Linked DNA regions of Mus musculus: all the other regions are linked to region 3. The links are chromatin contacts, called in public Hi-C maps. All regions are on one chromosome and are shown on one strand. The core of a region is the stretch at or near the end of the contact, and the rest is flanking DNA. Distances in the headings are between cores, read along the strand shown. Region 1 overlaps Lrmda (leucine rich melanocyte differentiation associated). Region 2 overlaps Lrmda (leucine rich melanocyte differentiation associated). Region 3 overlaps Lrmda (leucine rich melanocyte differentiation associated).

The links. A called contact is a pair of places that touch in the nucleus more often than the background predicts.
Region 1: a contact with region 3 is called in a Hi-C map of uterus, with 2.7 times the contacts expected there. The contact joins two enhancer-like sites. A contact is called at or near these places in 2 of 484 Hi-C or Micro-C datasets (cortical neurons and uterus) and 1 of 9 other capture datasets (embryonic stem cells).
Region 2: a contact with region 3 is called in a Hi-C map of uterus, with 2.4 times the contacts expected there. The contact joins two enhancer-like sites. A contact is called at or near these places in 2 of 484 Hi-C or Micro-C datasets (nephron progenitors and uterus).

Annotation. Positions count from the first base shown.
Region 1 is chr14:22,049,963-22,054,150 of GRCm38.p6, reverse strand. The region is part of intron 2 of Lrmda (leucine rich melanocyte differentiation associated); the gene reads right to left. It overlaps Gm41107 (a long non-coding RNA gene), which reads right to left. Exons shown (of 2, transcript XR_874399.2): 2 at 1-4,188. Among named protein-coding and RNA genes, the nearest start is that of Gm41107, 21 kb to the right of the region's middle. Within about 2 kb of position 1,685, at least 34 of the 459 cell types and tissues checked have an H3K27ac peak or open chromatin away from gene starts, as enhancers often do. A contact at or near this core is called in uterus, where this site is marked.
Region 2 is chr14:22,744,579-22,748,766 of GRCm38.p6, reverse strand. All of the region lies in intron 5 of Lrmda (leucine rich melanocyte differentiation associated), which reads right to left. All of the region lies in intron 1 of Gm30926 (a long non-coding RNA gene), which reads left to right. Among named protein-coding and RNA genes, the nearest start is that of Gm30926, 55 kb to the left of the region's middle. Within about 2 kb of position 2,391, at least 45 of the 459 cell types and tissues checked have an H3K27ac peak or open chromatin away from gene starts, as enhancers often do. A contact at or near this core is called in uterus, where this site is marked.
Region 3 is chr14:22,361,721-22,365,930 of GRCm38.p6, reverse strand. All of the region lies in intron 2 of Lrmda (leucine rich melanocyte differentiation associated), which reads right to left. Among named protein-coding and RNA genes, the nearest start is that of 4930405A10Rik, 180 kb to the left of the region's middle. Within about 2 kb of position 1,255, at least 9 of the 459 cell types and tissues checked have an H3K27ac peak or open chromatin away from gene starts, as enhancers often do. A contact at or near this core is called in uterus, where this site is marked.

The DNA of each region.
Region 1 (4,188 bases), core at 436-2,935, 310 kb after region 3:
CCCACAACTGGGGACAATAGCACTACCATACCATGAACATGCAGGGCCAGGCTGATTAATCAAATCCTCTCCAACCTGGACTGGATCCTTCCAGAGTATAGAAAAACTTGACATTGCCTGTTCTGGTCCCCTAAAACTCAAGGTCTAAGGATGTCCTAACCATGACTCTGGAAATAACTGCCCTTCTCATGACTCCCAAACTTTTCAAAGACTCCCAAACTTATGCCCTCCAGGGACCTGACAGTTCCAGGGAAACAGCAAAGGGGATGCTCAGATCCAAGGGAGCCAATAAGGAGGATCTCCTCCACAGAAGTGAGATCCAAGCACAGCAAACTGAGAGAAGAAAAGATGGCATTCCAACATAATTGCACAACCATTCACCTGTTCCTCAAACAGAGCCCCAGTCTCTATCACACACCCAGGCCCCCCCTCCTATAGACCCCAGTCTTTATCACACACCCTCCTCCTATAGACCCCAGTCTCCATCACACACCCAGGTCCCCCCCCTCCTATAGACCCCAGTCTCTATCACACACCCAGGCCCCCCTCCTATAGACCCCAGTCTCTATCACACACCCAGGCCCCCCTCCTATAGACCCCAGTCTCTATCACACACCCAGGTCCTTCCTCCTATAGACCCCAGTCTCTATCACACACCCCCCTCCTATAGACCCCAGTCTCTATCACACACCCAGGCGCCCCCCCTCCTATAGACCCCAGTCTCTATCACACACCCAGATTCCCTCCTCCTAATGGCCAGAACTTCTCTGGAAGATTTTTACCCTCTAGCTTTATGCTTTGACCCTCACTGGTATGCAAACACATATCAGAAATTATTCTGACAACTTGGCCTTCATCTGAAAAGTTTTCAGACCTGGTCCTCAGACCATGTTGATAGAGGAAAAACAAAAGTAAACAACAACAACAATAACAAAAGCAAGAAGGCACTCGAATCTTGAGAAAGATGAAAAAGTTCATCATGCAAAAGGAGAGGTCACACCCAAGAATGAGGAAGGTAGAACTCTTGCAAACAAGTCTCCAGGACCCTTCTGTCACCGTGGTTTAGTGTTGGTATCCTGTGAGTGGTTAGCATGGCACACACCTTAGCATGCCTCTTGTTCCCATAAGCTACATCAACCTATCCAGTCTTTACAGCACAAGCATGGACACCATGCCCCATCTTTCCATGAGCCCCGCATTGTTCTGTAGCTCTAAGCCAAGCAAAGACACTGCTGGTTCCTCTCACAGCCCCCTCCTCTACTGCCTACCTCATGATGCATAACCCAGCCCCAACACACACCCTCATGAGTGTGTGTGTGCACATACACATAGGATGTAATACACCTGCACGTGACAGGAAGCTAGGAGCAACACCAGATGTAATAGGTGTCATCAGGAAGACGTTGAACAGAGGGAAATAGCATGCAGAATCTGAATTCAGGCTGGGCTCAGGCTCCTAAGCCTCAGGACTCTTTGCAGCAAGGCCCCGGAGGCTGCCACGGTCTCTGGTTGGGTCCAGGGAAGCAGTAGATAAAGCAGATAAGTAAAGGCATTTCAATCGATGATGCTCCCCCATGACTCAGTGTTTCTTTATTGCAACATGCTCGCTATAAAAGCCATTTTCCTCTTACAGGATCTGCTGGGGCAACACGTGATGTCATCATAAATCACCACCCTCCACCCCAGCCTCTCTTTCTTTTCCTTTAAAATGTCAGCAGATTTCTTGGAGTTTCTAAGGAGCCAAGAGAGCCAGCACCATCTCCCAGTTTTGGCAGGGAAACCCATCTTCTTTCCCAAGATGTCTGTCTTCACTTCCCCTCTGGCTCTCCCAGAGGAGCGCTGCGACGATAAAGCCTGGAAGCCTCCAGAAAGTCACAGAAAGCAGTTATGGAAAAAAAAGAAGAAGAAAAAAAAAGAAAGAAAGGCTCTCCTTTCTACCCTGTCCAAATGTAGCGTCTTTCTCTCAGTCCTTTTTTTCCTCTCCTCCTATTTTGGTGCACTTCCAGGGGAAGTGGATGTATAGAGGGAACTGTTAAACAAGGTCTAATACAATCCATGCCTCCGAGGCACGGATGCCATTAATCAGAACGATGGCTTTGTGTGAGAGAGGCCACAGGCTGGATGGGCGCCATGGACCAATAACGCAGACAAACCCCTACCTACCCAACCCACACTATCCCCTTTGGGGCTTGGTATTCATTTTTCCTACCCTTCCCCCCACCAAACCCTGTGCCCAACATTCCCACAAAGGCCTCCTGGAAAAAAAAATACTATCATAACAGGGAGAAAAAAAAGTTTCCTTTTATTCTAAGTTCACTGGACCAAAAAGGAAAATCCTAAAGAAACTCTAACCCACAAGATCTTGCAGGGCCATGGCCAAGAGGAACTGTCAGCTAGCTAAGGTTTTTGTCTAGTCACACAGGGTATCACTTTTGAGAAAAATCTGTATTCTGGAAGGGTCCCTTCTAGAAAGAACTCTGTCAACAGAAGGTACTGCCAACTGTCCATATCCCCAACATTTAGTGACCGGATGGCGTTGAAAACATAAAGTACAGCTAGACTCCTGCTGGAGCGTCTTTCTCTACTCCTGACTCACAGAGCACAGTCTCCTCCACTTCCAGCCATATCCCTCAAAGAGAGCCGGGTTAACTACAGACAACAGAGAGCAAAGGAGCTTCCAAATGATTAACTAGCACCTATGAGACCTTTGAGATGATAATGGAGACCCTATGTCCCCTTCCTACCTCTCCACTAGCACCTATGAGACCTTTGAGATGATAATGGAGACCCTAAGTCCCCCTCCTACCTCTCCACTAAAAACAAATTCTTTTGCTGGACCTAGGATGCCTGACACTTAAACATTCAGACCAGGATCGTCCCCAGAAGCTTGGAGATGTTCCTTGAAGACTTTTCCTTCTTTATCAGCCATTTGCACTAAACCTAAATGAGTTGGGGCTCCTCAGTAAGAAGCAAAGAGGAGAATAAGGTAACAGGAATAGGAGTTAGGGAAGGTGGAGAGTCACAAGTTTGATGTCTGATACTCACAAGCTGCCTACAGGGGTCTTTAACATTCTCTGTCTGCCAAGAACACCTGGTGTCCTGTGTTTCCCCTCTTTCTTTCTTCCTGGACATCCTGATTGATTCCCACTCAAAGATAGGAGAAACTCAAGAAGGAAACATGGAAGAATGAAGAGATGAGGCAAACAAAACAACAACAACAAGTCTGCTATGGACCATCTTGAGGATCAGAGACAGTAACCAAGACACTTGAGATTCTGGATGTGTCACTGGACAAGCCAGAGACTGCTAGGGGTCAAATGACAAGTGAGGCCCAGGTGTGGAGCCTCTAATCCAGCATGGGAGGGAGAGGCTGAAGAATGGGGCATTTGAGGTCAGCCTCAGCTACACAGCAAGCTCTGGAGCAGCCTAGCCTACATGAGACATTGTCTCAAAACACTGGAAAGACAGGTTATAGAGAAGGGCTATGGAGAGAGCGGGAAAGTTTCCTGCCAGGTCAAGTATAGCCCTGACTCTGACTTCCTTCTCTGCCATTGTTCGGGCTTACCTTCCTGCCTACAGACTCAGTCTAACTCCCCCAAACGGTCTACCCTGATCCTCTTTACAGATTCAGTTTCAAAATACACCCACTCCAGGAAGCCTTCCCATACTCTCTGGGTGGGTGGGCATCCCATCCGTCCTTTCCCTGGGTTGTAGTCACCTGTCCCTACATGGGTTTCTCTCTTGGGGACTGAGCTATTATTGAATCATCTCTGCCAGGCTCCTCACCTGGCACATAGCAAGTATTTAGGAACCAGTGAGTAAACCAATCCAGGCACCAAAAGAACAAACACGATGGCCAAGTAAAGGGAATCTTTTAGGTCTCCAGCCTCCTACCTCCCCTTTTACTTTCTGAGATTTACATCAAGGTTTTGCACAAGCTAAAACAGGGACTCCTGAGAGAATGGCTTCTAAGTGAGTCAAAGGGGTCATTCCGTGGGAACCCCTTTCTAGGATGGAATTTTCTGGAAGCTTTCCACAGTACCAGGCTACCCCACCTGAGATTGAAATCAGCAAAGGAGAACAGAAAGTGGACACTATTGAGAGTTTATTGTCTATTATAATGCTAAGTGCGGCCCCCAAAGACCTGGAGTCTGCACGTGGTCCCTGAGACCATGCCCCCAAGTTATT
Region 2 (4,188 bases), core at 1,142-3,641, 380 kb before region 3:
GCACTTTACTGACTGAACTTGCTCCCCAGCTCTTGGCAATTGATCTTGTAAGATGATGTGAAAGCACAAATCAAAGAGTACCATGGGAGAAGATATCCAAGGAGAAGACAGGCAGGTAGTAAGAGATGCAGGGCATGTGGTAAGAGATGCAGACAATGGTGTAGTGCTTGAATTAGGCAACGCCTAGAAGCTAAGTAAGATTTATCTAAAACATGGCTCTCACCCTTCCTAATGCTATGACCCTTTCATATGATTTCTCAGGTTGTAGTGACCATCCAATCATTACATTATTTTTGATGCTTCTTTATAACTGTGATTTTGTTACTGTTATGAATCATAATGTAAATGTTTTTGGAAATAGAAGTTTGCCACAGGTTGATCTAGCCACTGATCTAGAGAATCTGGGAAGTAGCAGAGCCCTGCTGACACCATTTTGACTTCTAGAAATATAAAAGAATATGTTTTCATATGGCGGTACTTCATTATAGTAGTCCTAGAAAGCCAATGGCATAAATTACTATAATAAATCTATCACTGATCAAGCATAGTCTTACATCACACTCTACATAAGAATTTTATAAACATTACTACATTGAGCCATCCCAACTGTCTGCGATGTTAATTCTTTTGTTTTGTTTTTATAGATAAGGGAACACGTGTGTCTTAGGTCACGAAGCTTGTGAGTGGCAAGTGTCCTGGTCCTGGAAGTCTGCCTTTCCTTCCTTGTGATGCCACATGGAAAGCCAGAGTGCTGAGGTCATTCCCCAGGGCATTCCCTAACTGCTTGACCAGAACCTTAGTGCTCACCAGCCCTCCTGCACTTCAGTGGAATATGAGGGAAACCTGAGATATTCAATCTTCTACATGCATTTTGGCCATGTTGATGTCATAATCGCATTACCTATTCACGATCATTAGAAGATGCAATTTAAACCAAGATTTCTTCTGCTAAAAAAATGTTAGAACCATGGTTGTGTAGGCTTCTTTTTCATGGAGAAATCTCAGGTCATGCATGTAAGAATGCAACCTGGAATGAGCTGGCAGACAGAGATGACAAAAAGTGCTAAGCACAAGGTCAGGTCGGCCAGGAGTTTGGAACTGGAAAATAGGCTGACCGTATCTGAACTGCATCAGATAGCATAGTTCTTTGGAATGACGGCATCTATTGGATTGGTTTTCAGATATTGGTTTTGCATCAACAAAGAATCCCATGAATGAAGAAATCAGGAAGCTGTGATTTTACCCCATCCGTCCCTCACTCTGTATCTCCCTGCCTCCCTCCCTCTTTTGCTTTTCCTCTTCTTCCTCCTCCCTCCTCCTTCTTCCCTCTCTCCCCCACCTCCTCCTTTAATACAGGGTCTCATTGGATAGCCCAGACTAGACTGGAACACACTATATATCCAAAGGTGATCTTGAACACAGCAATCCTCATGTCTCAGCCTCCTGACTGCTATGAGTAAAGGTTCACATCACCAAAACTGACCCCCTACATATCTCTATAGCAAGATATTTAAGAAGATTATTCTGCTTTCTCATAATATTTTTATTTTTCTATTTATAAATCACTAATCTGAATAGGCTTCTGGGACTTTATAGACTACCAAAGGATCGAAGATTCCCTCTGTTTTCACCTGCCACTTGACTAGATGTGCAACCTTGGGCAATTTTCTTGGTCTCTCTGAGCCTTGGTTTCCGTTTATTTATTATTAGTTTTGTTATTATTAGTAGTACCATTTGTTTATTTATTTTTTTAATGGAGAGCATTCCATGAACCTCCTTGATGTTGTTATGAGGAGTCAGTAACAAACTGAGTACTGCTTAGGACAATACTCACTAAATAAATCATCATTGTCATCATCATCATCATCATTTTATTTTATTTTACATTTTGGTTTCTGGTCATTTTAAACTGTATCAGTTAAAGGTACACTTACCTGCAAACCATGTCTACTATTATTTAGCAGTGTCACACTTTTAAATATGCTGTTCTCCAGATGAGTAGCAAGGAAAGAATTCACTAGTTTCACCAGTGCTTTGAACTGTTAAGAAAAAAAAAGTACCCCTGGATACGATGGATGTGATGGATGTGATACTGCAGAAAGTCCCGGCTGAGTTAGCTCCCTTCCCTGCTAGTCTTCCCTTTGCTCTGGGATTGGACGTGATTTTCTTTCCCTCACTTAATTTCCCACTTGGAATTTGTATATAGACTCTGATAAGGAACCCCTTAAACTCAAACTAAGAGAGTGCAAGATTTTTGTGGCTAGAACTGTAATGTAATGTAAATAACCTGATCTCCCAGTCAACTGTGCCTGTCAGGAGGGTACGTGTGATCCTAGCTACCACAGCCCCTCACAGACCTTTGTTCTCCATTAGCGAGGTGCTAGTTCCACCAGCGAGGATGGTTTTATGACTTGGCATAAGCTTCTGCTGCTTCCCAGGCGCAGCAAGGGGAGTTAGTTCAGGGCCCTTGAAGACTTCTTTTGTTCTGCCAAGTTAGGGAGGAAAGAAGGGGTGAGGCTTGAAAGCCTGTTTGTTTACACTCAGTACCCAGCTCCCTGCCTTTTTCATAAAAGGAAAGGCAGCCAGCAGGAGACTCACAATCCTCAGCACTTCCCACTTGGTTCTTGCTGCCTTCTCCCACTTGTGTATTAAGCAGCCAGGCAGCTGTTGAACACATATTATCAACAAAGCAATCTTCTAGCCCTTTGATTCAAGCTATTCCTATCCTGTGCCCTGAAATAAAATGACTTTCACAATTAAAACCCTGAAATCAATGTGGTGTCTATTGTCATGTGTGCAAGAGAAACGCTTTAATTACAACCATAGTTAGATAATACAGTCATTACACCTCCCTAATCTCAGATATACAACCAGCACCCTCTGAGCACTTTACCACCCTTTCTTTGATTTTTTTTTTCCTTTTTCTTTCTTTCTCTCTCTCTTTTTCACCCCCAACATGAATGGCTTTTTATCTAAGCACTTCAATTTGCATGCCTTTGCTCTGAGGCAGCTCCCCATGATATGTTAATTGCAGATTGCTTTAAGTACTAAAAGATTAACATAAAACCCTTTGCAAACAAGCTAATAGTTTATGATAATTTTTGCATGGCCTTTGTCTGTCTATCACTGGATTGCCTCTAGCTGTAATTTTATAAAGAAGCTGTAAAATATCATTTAAACAAGTTCATTTACACATAATTATTACCAGAATCACATTATTCAATTTAGATACTCCAGCCTATTAACAATCCATGAACTAAAATGTAATTAAACTATTTTCCTTTTATGAACCTATTCATTACAATGTGTGGGAGATGGATCTCTCAGTTTCACTGCAAAACTCAGCACTTTGTTGTTGGAATTGACAAGTCTGGCACTCATTATGTGCTTTTAATTATATTAAAAGTATTGGGAGACAGCTCAGATAAAGAATATATTTAGAAACGAAAGCTTGGAAATGCCAAGATGGTGTCATCCCTAAATATATATTTGTTTTACTCCTGCTCTCTTCCCCATTTCTGAACAGTGAAAAATAAAATAAAATCAGGCTGGTTGTTTTAATTGAGATTTTCTGCTCTTAAAGTAATTTTTCTAATTTAAGCCAAGAATAAATACCTCATTTAATTAATGGTGTTTACTCATCTTTCCCACAGATTTTATCTACTTTTGTAGAACCGAGAGCTAGAATTAGAGCCAAGGAAGTCTTTTCTCCTAGTATTTACCGACAGACCCACAGTCACTTCAGATGCGGGGTGATGCTTTTGAGCTTTGATTCAGCACCATTGAACAGCGTTGGTTCTGATGCCAACTTTCCTCTCTGTGGGGACAACTGACTCAATAGGCAATGATTGATGGGCTTGTAAGAGGCAGCTCCCCCTGACCCCCAGCTCTGCTGTGCTGCTGGATTTCAGGGAAACGCAAGTGATTTAGTTAGAGCAGACTGAGTCTCTGGACTGGCTAGGCACCCCAGTCAATGTCAAAGACAACAGGTCACTCAGGTTAGGTGCTGACAGCAGCTATCAAAGAAAAGGATCCAAGTATCCTGAATCTAGCCCAAGTACTTCCTAGCTCCCACACTTACCAACGGGACTAGTTCATTTCTTTCTCCAAAGCTTTGCTTTCTAGGATCCTATTTCTAAGAAGGTCTTAGAAGGTTCAATATCTCCCTCTGAGCACAGTCTTGACTGT
Region 3 (4,210 bases), core at 6-2,505:
ATGTTGGTTTATGTCCCTGGTCAACACCTGATTTAAGTCTCTTAGGATGTCTGTGTGTATCCTGAGCTATGGACTTATTAGGAGCTTGAGTCTGATGATCATTAAAAGACCATCTTGTTCAGGAACTGAATCAAATCCAGTTCCTTAGTAGCATGCTCAGGGTCACCAGGAGAGTTGTCTGGCCTGGCCAGAAGCAGAGAAACTAAGAAAAACAGATGAACTATTCTCCTTCCACTTGAAAAAACCAACTGGAGAAAGTGTGTGTGTCTGTGTATGTGTGTCTGTGTGTGTCTGTGTGCCTGTGTGTATGTGTGTGTATGTCTCTGTGTGTGTGTGTCTGTGTGTGTGTCTGTGTGTGTCTATGTGTGTCTATGTGTGTCTGTGTGTGTGTGTCTGTGTGCCTGTGTGTATGTGTGTGTATGTCTCTCTGTGAGAGACAGATAACGACACACATATACATATACAGAGAGAGACAGACAGACAGACAAACATACACACACACACAAAGAGAGAGAGAGTACACAACGAAAGAGACTTGTGTTGTTTTGGAAGATATTACTGTAAACAGAAAGAGCTATGTTAAAAATGCACTTAGGAGCTTCCATAATGTGCAACAATTTTCCTAAAACTGCAATGGGAGGGGAAAAAAACAACAGAAACATGAAAATGTAAAACCCTATTACCCGCACTTCACTCTGTAACACCCAACTCCAGTCATCCCTAACATATGTCTTAAGTGTGCTAATTGGAAAGGTTGTGCTGCGTACAGCACTGTTTTCTCGATGACAACTGCCCTCCTTTTATCACTGGGCTCAGTACCAAGAGGGAAATCATTTTCAAAATTCAAAGCGTTTTGATCTGGTTGTGTCACCCAGCTGCCTGCACTCCACTGGGATTCTGTCTTAGAGTAAAAACACCAACGTTCCAGGCAGTGGCACTGAGGCCAGGCAAGGCAGAGGATAGCTGAATGGTGAAGTGGAAATAGAGTGACTAAGAACTGAAAACAATAGCAAAGTCCAATAACACCCCTCCAAGGTTGCCAAGCTGTTTCTCCTTCAAGAGGGCACATTGACTATACTGCAAATGTTTACTGAAAAGAAAGTCATTAACTAATAAATCCCAGAGAGGAACACTCCGCCAGCATAAATACCACCCAGGAAAGCAAGCAGCGAGGCTTTCTCAGTTTACACTCATCCCCTGCAAAACGACAAAAACCTTGGGCAGATGACAGACGATGTGTGGTCTGGCAAGTGACTCAAGACTATGAAAAAGTCTCCCAAAAATGAGGAGTGGGGGCAAGTTTAATATGCGCTTTGGGGAGTCACTCCTGTTCCATGTAAAAGCCACACCCACAAAACAGAAAGGCAGCATCTTGGCATTCAAGCATCCTGGGCCCAGCAGAAGGAAGCTCTTCACAGTTCTCCCACACAAATGGTGTTTCTAGATGGTTTCCACATGTGGGACTAAAACTGAAGGAAAGCTACCAGCATTCAAACAGAAACAGAAATGTAAATTCCGAAGTCAGAATGCATTCCAGGGTGACAAACAGATGAGTTATTTGGATCAGCTCTGCCCATTTTAGCTTTCAGGGCAGTGTTTGGGATAATGAAGATTCAGCACTTTGACCAACCAGAGATTGTCTAGGATAAATAACTACAAGTCCTATTTTGATTGTTGTCATCAACAAAAGCTGGCTGAGCTAGTAGTGCTCATACAGCCCTGTCCTCCACACATGGGTTTCCAGTGGGGACTCACGATGGATGAACTTTGGATCACTGAGATTGCATGCACATACAACCCAAATGAGGATGGAATTTGTATATGTGCCAGCGGGGCACAGCTGTTCCAATTGGCCTTTGGAGGAAAGAATCTCCATTCAAGCTCACTTCAAAGACACTTGCTGTCTTCTGTTTTGTCAACATGATGCCATGCATGTTGATCTGGTACTTCTCTGGGCAAAACTGTCCTCTTTAAAGAGCCACAGTGGCTCATGTCCAGGAAGTACTATGTGCTGGGTTTTCCCAGGGCTCAGGAATTACCACAGACTATATATATGTGGTCACCCCAATCATTTCTTCCCAACCTGCTCCTTAATTCCTAAGTTGAATGGTCCCCAAGAACAGAGACAAACGGAGATGGACTACGCCTATGACAGGCGCCTAGCTCAATGAAAATGGCAAGATATTGGGCAATAGCCATAGGTACAACATGCCTTACCTATCCCTGGTCGTACAGAATACAAGTCCCCAAATTGCAAAGCCTGATAACTCACCTCTCAAATAAAGCAGGAAACACAGCCAACATAGGTAGTTGGGCTCTAAAAGAAAGTGTGTGTAAATAATGGGAACAAACAAAATATAGATTCCAGAGGCCCTGTCAATAATTGCCAGCTGGGCTCCCACTGCACCATTTAACTGTAAATCCATACTCACTAAGAATTGCATCACAGATCATAAATACCTGTTTCTATCATGTCGCCACATCCAGCTTTGCCCCAGAAAATCATTAACTGGCAAAGAAAGTTTGCAGTTTAGAAGGTAACAGTAACGAAATGCTCGTGTCTGCATTTCCTACTCATGGTCCAAAGAGCAGAAAGCAATCTCTAAATGTGTATATTTTAACACGCAATCGTAAATATCTTCCAGATCTGCTGCACATGCTCACTTAGAGCAGGCTGCTAACTTTTTGTTTCATGCCACATTGATGTGCTTGACAGGTTTTCGAAGCATTTATAACTGCAGCAGTGTTGATCTTATTTAAAGAGAATATTAAATCAAATCCCTTGTCATCGGCATAAAATCTCCTATAGCATCAACAAAAGGCGGCTGTTTTTATTGATTTCCGTGATACAAAGGATGCAGGAAGCAGACGGATGCTGCTCTGTCTAAGGAAAGGAAAAAGAAAAAGTCACAATTAAAGTCCCATGAAAACTATTAGTCACTGTAAAGGTCACCATCGACTTTTAATGGCATCCTAAAAGGAAACAATATGCTTCATTTCAACGTGAGGAGGAAAGACAATAGGATGCTGTGTTTCCAGGACAGGCATAAGAGAAAGTACCAAGAAGCTTAAACTAAATACTCGCCATGTCCAAAGGCAATGCTAATGAATTCTAATTCACATTGCTCAGTGCACGGTCTGTGCTTGTGATAAGGGAACTTGCCAGGGGAGAGAGGAAAGGAAATAATGCAAGCCGTCAGCTGTGCTTGGCTTCACTGACTGTGCCATGCTACATGTGGGTCTTCTGGAGGCGTTGAACCACTCCAGACCAGAGGTGGGACAAAGTGGGGAATGAGGAACACAGATCCACCGTGGAAATGAGCCCCACTGCCCTCCATGGCCTTCAGTTCTCTCCCTTGTAAGAGGACTGAACTAGAACTTAGTGCCTTAAATGCACACACATACAGATGTACTACTATTGCACCTTCCCTCTGACTGTTGGAGGTGCATCTGTCTGCGTTGCAGTCTTCTTAGTCCTAAATTGAAAGAATGGTGTAGAGGACTTTGAGTCAACATCAACCAAGAAGCTCCCAGGGGACAAGAGAAATCAGGCAGTACTCATGAAACAGATAATATGCACCACAAGAACACCCCAGGAACACACAGGAGGAGCGGGAGATGTTATCAGTTGATTTCTATGCTTGATGAAGATTCTACAGTCTCGAACTCGGTGGGAGTTGGTTGCTGCCTGTCCCTAAAGGTGAGAACATAGTTGCGGGGAGACCAAGGGGGCATGGTTGAATTTAAAACTCATCTACATCTCCTCAAACATAGGGGCTTAGGATGTTTTTTGAAAATCTCGTACCCACAAGGCTATCTCCACTAAACGTCTTAAATAGAATTATCAATCTGGGAATCCTTAGGAGCAAGTCAGTACAAATACCCATGCATCACAACACAGATAGCCATGCATAACAGCGGGAGGAAGCCATTATAGGAAAGCAGTGTGTTGGACGGGGACGTGGCTCAGTGGGTAAAGTGCTCATCACAGGAACATAAGGATGTGGATTCAGATCCACTGAATCCACACAAAGCCAGATGTGCTAGTGTGCACCCAGTATCCCTATGATGAGATGAGAGGCAGAAAAAAAACAAGACAGTCTCTAGAAGCTTGCAGGTCCAATATCCTATCACACAGAGCAGTAAAAAAGGAGAGGCTTTGTATCAAACAAGGTAGGGGGTGAGGACCCACATCGAAAGTTTTTCTGAC